Regions from separate parts of the Sus scrofa genome. Here region 1 is linked to region 2. Evidence: chromatin contacts called from public Hi-C data. All regions are on one chromosome and are shown on one strand. The core of a region is the stretch at or near the end of the contact, and the rest is flanking DNA. Distances in the headings are between cores, read along the strand shown. Region 1 holds the start of ARPC5 (actin related protein 2/3 complex subunit 5). Region 2 holds the start of RGS16 (regulator of G-protein signaling 16).

Region 1 (3,210 bases), core at 99-2,598, 930 kb before region 2:
ACTATTGAGGTTTAACAGGGCAACAGCCAGCCCTCTGCTAGAGGTGGAATTAAACTAGACCTGACAAATGTCCAAAATAATTTTATTCTGCAAATACTTCTACTTCAGTGCTATACACATAGCCCAACAACCATTCCCTCAGTTTTAGTGCTTTTACCTGCTCAATAAGAGCTTTGCTCTCAGAAATGGGGATGTCAAATATAATAAAAAGCTGGCCTAGCGGGATCATATAAATCTTAAACGGCAAAGATAAATTTTAAAGGCTTGGTTTCCACTAATCCTTACACATTTTGTTTTCCCTCGGCGTCAAAAGAGTGTAACTCGCCCCTACTCTTTTCTAACATTCTTGCTCCAAACAACCAGTTATTTTAAGATGTCAATGACTGACCCTACCCCAAATTCCACAGGTTTATCCCAGTCTTGTCACGAGACCCCAGCCCCTGCCCAGACACCTCCCCCTCCTTCCCAAAGGTTATGATACCTAGTTCGGATTCTGCAGGTGCAGTCGAGATGCTGTTACACAGCACTGACAGATAAGATATGACCTTTCGACTCTGTCCTTGGGGACTCCCCGCTGGCCGCACAGCGTAGTTCCAATCGCGAAAAAGAGGCTCCCGGCTCTGGAACGAAGCCACAGTCGGCGTACGGTCTGAAGCGACGTCTCTGACAACTAGAACGATGCTGGGCGACTGGGCGTGCATCACTCCGCCTCATACTCCTGTCAACTGCAGGGGACTTGGTCCGGCAACCAGTCCATCCCACCTCACAGGCAAGTCCGTGCCAGCCGGACCTTACGCAGGACACCGATGGCAGGTCGTTGGCGGCGGCAGTGGCAGCACAAGCCAAGGCCACCCGCCCTCCGAGCCCATCGCCGCCAACCTAAGACCCCCTAGGCTGGACCGCAGAGAAGCGTTTCTATGGAAACCCCCCAGGGATCACGTGACGCACGTGGACGCCCAATCGCCTCTTACCTCTGCCCGCGGCGCCGCTTTCTGCCCTCCCCTGCCCCGCCCCCTCCCGCCCCCGCCTCCTTCACCCAGCCCCGCCCCTTTCCTGCAGCGAGTCCGCACCTGCGCACTGCGTCCAGCGCGCTCCCTCCCTCCTGCGCTCCCGGGCTGGGAGGGGGCCGTGGGGGTGGTGGAGGAGGGTTGGAGGAGAGCGCGTTCCTGAGAAGGAAGAGGCGCCGCCAGCGCGCAGGCCCAGAACCACCCGGGCCGGGGCTGCCGGCCGACGCCTCTGAGCGGAAGAGGGAAGTGAAGGCGGCAGTCTGCGGGTGCCAGCCGGGTTGGGCTTGCTAAGGTAGAGGCAGCACCGAGGGGAGGCCTTGGCCGCCGGTCCGGATCGAGGATGTCGAAGAACACGGTGTCGTCGGCCCGGTTCCGGAAGGTAGACGTGGATGAGTACGACGAGAACAAGTTCGTGGACGAGGAAGACGGGGGCGACGGGCAGGCCGGGCCCGACGAGGGCGAGGTGGACTCCTGCCTGCGGCAATATCCTTCTGTTCGCCGCCCCCCCACCCCACCTGGCCCTTCTTCCGGGACCCGCTGCGGGCAGGGGGTGAGGGGGGCGGGCCCCGGCCGGGAGCCGGGCGCGGAGCTGCTCCCAGTGCCCACGGCTCCACCCGGTCTCTTTGGGGGTCACGGGTTCTCAGAGGGCAGGGGACTCTCCCATTCCTACCGACTCGCCCCGAGACCCCAGGGTCCAGCCCTCGGGAACCTGCCCTTCCGGCGCGCCGTCCACTCCCCGGATTCCTCAGGTTGCGCCAGGAGTTCTCGCCTCCGGGAATTCCGCGGGGCCGGCCGCGCCCTCGCGGCGGTGCAGCTGGTCAGTCGGACTGCTGCGCGGCGCTTAAGTTGTCCTCCCAGAACGGTATTTACCCGGGTCTCATTAGCTCCCGAGTCTGATTGAGAGAACAGGCGTCTTTCTTCAGTGATTTTGTTTTCATCGTGGTAGTGGTTTTGTTTTGGCAGCATTAGGATAGATTCTTTCCTGCCAGCAGAGATGGGGCGGTTTGCAGGGTTGAGGCCCCCTCCGTCCTTCCAGTCCGGGGGCTCTTTTTTAGGAGACAGGGATTTGGCAAAATATAGATTGCACAGAATTTTTTACCTGGGGAAAAGGGAGTGAGTGCAAAACCACCGCAGCTCCCCAGAAAGAATCTGGGAGCTTTTTACCTGTTAAGCAAAGGACAGTAGAAAGAAGACGGGGAATGCATGTGGAGAATCCCTGGAAATATTTAAAATAAACCCCAATGAATAAAATAGAAGAAAATGAATCATTTGCGCAAAACAGAAGCATTTTGTAATCCTGGAATCGTTTCCCTTTTAGTTAAAATGTGTCTGTCAGTTCCTGGGTTTTGGTTTTGCATATTTGAATATTCATGACTTTGAGGGAGTATTGGCATCAGATCTTTTTTAGGAAAATGTAAATGTTACAATAACCAAAGCTGTAGTTTCAAAGATTCTCAATTACTGACCCACTCATTTCTCATTATCCTTGGGTGTATTCATAAGGTAAGGAAGGCTTTTTAGACTCTTTCCGCCTCAGTGTCCTATTAAATTCAACGTGGAAATATATGAGCGAAAATATTTGGTCACAACCACAGCTGGTCTTAGAGGCACCTAAAGTACAGCATTAAACATTTGTCAACATACAGATGTTTCTTTGATTTCTCTGACTTTCACAATCAGCTGTTGCTGTTTTGCATTATTTAAATACTTCAGTGTTTGGGGTCTTATAAGTGAACCAGTCTGCAGAAGGCGTGCTTCTCTAGAAGTCCATTAAGCCTTGAAAATAACAGTCTACCAACAACCATAGTTTTTTTGGTCAGACCTTTTCCTTCAGAATATAAATGATGTCTGTCTAAAAACATTCTTTGTGATGAAAAAATGATGTTTCATGAGACTAACATTTTAGATAACGATGATGACTCTTAAATGGTACTGCTGTATCCACAGAGTGGATCTGCTTTTTAAATCAGTTCATCTTAAAATGTAAAGATGCTGTCTTACTGTCTCTTCTACTCTTGTTACAAGAAGAGACAAGCCCTATCAGGCACCACAGATGGAGGAACAAGAGAACTCTGTGGTTTTCCTTTTAGGGAAATAACTGTACATTCTGACAGTCTGATTGGCCTTCTGTTTCTCATACTTGCTAACTCACTGGTGCTTTCAAGTGAGACTAAATGTAATAGGTGTGGCCTAAGGTAGTTTG
Region 2 (3,280 bases), core at 33-2,532:
GATCCAGCATGGCTGTGGCTGTGGTGTAGGCCGGCAGCTGTAGCTCTGATTGGATCCCTAGCCTGGGAACCTCCATATGCCAAGGGTGCAGCCCTAAAAAAAAAAAAAAAAAAAAAAAAAAAAGAAAGAAAGAAAAAAAAATTAGGCTGTCCAGTGAACAGCTGATGTGGGACGCAAGGCCGCCCCTTGCTTCACTGCAGCGACTGCTCTGAAGGGCCATCCCACTCCAGAGCATCCCTTGGGACCAGCTTCAGCATCCGTTCCCCCCTCTGCCCAACCCTGCTTCCCTCACACCCTCTTAGTTCCGAGAACTCTCCCCAGCCAGCCTCTGCCTCAGAGGAACTATGTTCCTTGTTTCCTGGGGAACTCCAAGTACAACTTAAATTTATCTAGTTCTCACAACTTTATGAAATAAATGCATCACGTTTTCATCTTAGAGGCGAGGAAATGGAGACATGAAAAGGTTGAGAAGCTTGTCCCGGGTCTCCCACCAGTAAACAGCAGAGCCCAGATTTGAAAGTGAGAAATCCATCTCCAGATCACACACACTTAACCTCACCTGCAGCCTCTTAATTGCAATCCCAAAGGCATGTGAGGAGCCTTGGGGAGGCTGTGATGCCGTTATGAGAACGTGAGGAGAGAAGCAGGGCATCCATTACCTTTATCTCAGAGATGAGGGCGCTGAACTAACTAGCAAATACTTAAAAGTTGCGTTCATCAGTTACAAAGGTGTTGGGATTCTCAGCTGGGAAAGGGCAGTAGAGAAAAGTGTGGTAAATTCATATTTGAATTCTGGCAAAACCTTGTGTGACTTTCAGCAAGGGGTTTAACTCAAGTTTTAGCGAAAGGGATTGGGACTTAGCAGTTGCTCAATAAAGCCGCCTCCCGCCCCCCGGCCCACGGGGGGAGTTGTCTATTTCTAACTCTGATCTTGGGCACGTCTTTTTAACTTTCTGACTCGGTTTCTTCATTTCTAAAATGGCGGTGATGATGTAAAGGGCTTCCTGGGCTGACCCGTGGCCATCTGGGTAGAAGCACAAGAAATGTAAGGCACCAGCATAATATGCTGTCTTGCACCCTGTGCTCTGCTCCGTGGAGCCCTAACAAGCTCAGGCTCAGGCTGTGACCCACACTTCGCTTACCTCCCCAACCCGCCACCCCCACGCAAATCCTCCTGGCACCGCTGAGTTGGTTTCCTGCTTTTACTAACGGCCGACAGGGTTTTTTCCTACCTAACTGGGTGCGAGCGCGTCTCGACAACGTGCGACTTCTCTGCCGCGCCTCCCTCCCCACGCCGCCGTCCGCCCGGAGGAGGGGGCAGCCCCGTGAGCACCCCTGCGGTGCGAGAGTTGCACGAGGGTAGCAGGGTAGCGGCGCATCCTAGGCTCCGCGCCCCGCCCCTTCGAGCCCCCGGCCCCGCCTCCGTCTTCGCCCGCGCTCAGGACGGCTCTCCGATTGGTCGGCGGCTCTCAGCCCCGCTCCGCCCCCTCCAAGGGAATAAAAGCCGCTGGCTCAGTGAGGTTCCCCTTGATAAACGCAGTCTGCATAGAGGCGCTAGCTGCTGCCGCTGTTCTGCCTCCCTGGGTTCTGCGGTGTCCCCAGGAGCCCGCCACCATCCTCTCCACGACGTGCTGCCCTGCATCAGCAGCCATGTGCCGGACCCTGGCTGCCTTCCCCACCACCTGCCTGGAGAGGTAAGAGGAGCTTGTCCAGCTGCCTGGAGAAAGAAGTCCAAGTCCCATCAACCTTAGGAAGCGGAGCGGCAGCCTTGGGGACCTGGGTGGGCAGGAGCATGGGACGCTAGTAACTTGAAAGGTGGAGGTCAACTTGGTTCCGCGTTCACAGATGCCTCCCTTAGAGTCTAAGAGGAGGATGGACCACCAGAAGGGAGAAGGCGAATTAAAGGGAAGCAGAGGGTCCGCTGCTTATTGGCATTCCCCATCCTCTGACACAAGTTGCAGTTCTACCTGGCTGACCTGCTGAAGTCTCGGCTGCAGGAAGACCTGGTGTTGGCATCACCAGGCAGAACTGTCTTCCCTGGTTTCTTAAGCACTTGGTTTTCGTTTTAAAGCCCAGAGCTAGGGCCCTGGCCTCCTCAGGTGCTGGGAAGGCAGGGAAGTGTTTTTCAGCGTCCCCCCCTTCCCCCCACCTGGTGAGAGATGTGCCCACTTCCCAGGGGACTTCTCAGCCTCACCAATCTTTGCTGAAGCTGGAGGCTGGAAAAGAAAAAGTAAAGATGAAGGTAGAAATCAACTTCCACACAGTTCTAGAAATATTTGTAACAAGCCCAGAGTGTGCTGAACTGCCTTCTGCTCATCAGCTGGCACAAAGATAGATTGGTGTGACTTAATGCCAAAAAGCCCATGAATACAGCTGTATTGTAGACCCAGAAAGTATAAGACCTATGGAGGCACAGCTCAAAGACTGCTTTCATTGTTTCTGGGTTCATGATACTGATGAGAGAAGCAACGTTTATGCCCTGGGAATAGCCAAGTGTCCCAGGAAGCTTTGGGGGGGCGCCAGCATGAGCTCTCCTGGGACCCCCTCAATCTCTCTGCCCTGGCCAAGCAACCGGAGATTCCTCACATGCTCATGCGTTGTCTTCCAGAGCCAAAGAGTTCAAGACCCGGCTGGGGATCTTTCTTCACAAGTCAGAGCTGGGCTCCGATCCCGCGAGTGTTGGCAAATTCGAGTGGGGCAGTAAACACAGCAAAGACGGGTGAGTCCTGCCGGCCGGCCTGGGGCCCCTGGAGAAGGAAATACAAGGAGAAATTAGGACATGTCAGGGTGGACTGTGATGACCCCTGTAATGATTGCTGGTCTGCGGTGGCTCCCTGGCTCATGGGTGACCGGGTGGGTGGCTCAAGGCTTTGAAGTCCACCAACAGACAAATCTACCCAGGGCCAGCATGTCTAGTCACTGGACTCTCCCACCTGGAGATGTTATTGAACATGCAGCCACGGCTGGGGCGGGGGCAGGACCACCGGAGGGCTTTTCATCAATGGCTCTACTTCCGGTAGCATGCACTTTGCCTGGAAGCCCTTGTATATTGACCAGCAACTGTGCCAGGCCCTGGGTTTATGGGTAGACGTTGTCTCTATTCATGAGGCCCTATGGCCTTGAGGAAGCGGTCAAAACAAGCTCAGAGAGTCAGGGGAATAGAAAAACTTTTGGACAGTGAAGACACGGTCTCAGATATTTACTGAGGCCCAAGAGGTCCCTGCTTTGGCTTCTGGTTACTGAGCTGTCCTCTAGAAAACACAACTGTTTGTCTTAACCC

Evidence for each region. A called contact is a pair of places that touch in the nucleus more often than the background predicts.
Region 1: a Hi-C map of heart right ventricle shows a contact between it and region 2, with 4 times the contacts expected there. The contact joins the promoter of ARPC5 here to the promoter of RGS16 in region 2. A contact is called at or near these places in 1 of 47 Hi-C or Micro-C datasets (heart right ventricle) and 1 of 2 datasets of contacts at active chromatin or transcription factors (skeletal muscle).

What each region holds. Positions count from the first base shown.
Region 1 is chr9:124,846,044-124,849,253 of Sscrofa11.1, reverse strand. It overlaps ARPC5 (actin related protein 2/3 complex subunit 5), which reads left to right and starts at 1,348. Exons shown (of 4, transcript NM_001134357.1): 1 at 1,348-1,490. The coding sequence starts at 1,348. RGL1 (ral guanine nucleotide dissociation stimulator-like 1) reads right to left here and starts at 896. Exons shown (of 19, transcript XM_003357576.5): 1 at 482-896.
Region 2 is chr9:123,917,121-123,920,400 of Sscrofa11.1, reverse strand. It overlaps RGS16 (regulator of G-protein signaling 16), which reads left to right and starts at 1,282. Exons shown (of 5, transcript XM_021063763.1): 1 at 1,282-1,694; 2 at 2,609-2,719. The coding sequence starts at 1,651. LOC110255525 (a long non-coding RNA gene) reads right to left here. Exons shown (of 2, transcript XR_002335963.1): 2 at 2,260-2,747. It overlaps LOC110255524 (a long non-coding RNA gene), which reads right to left and starts at 1,317. Exons shown (of 4, transcript XR_002335961.1): 1 at 1,233-1,317.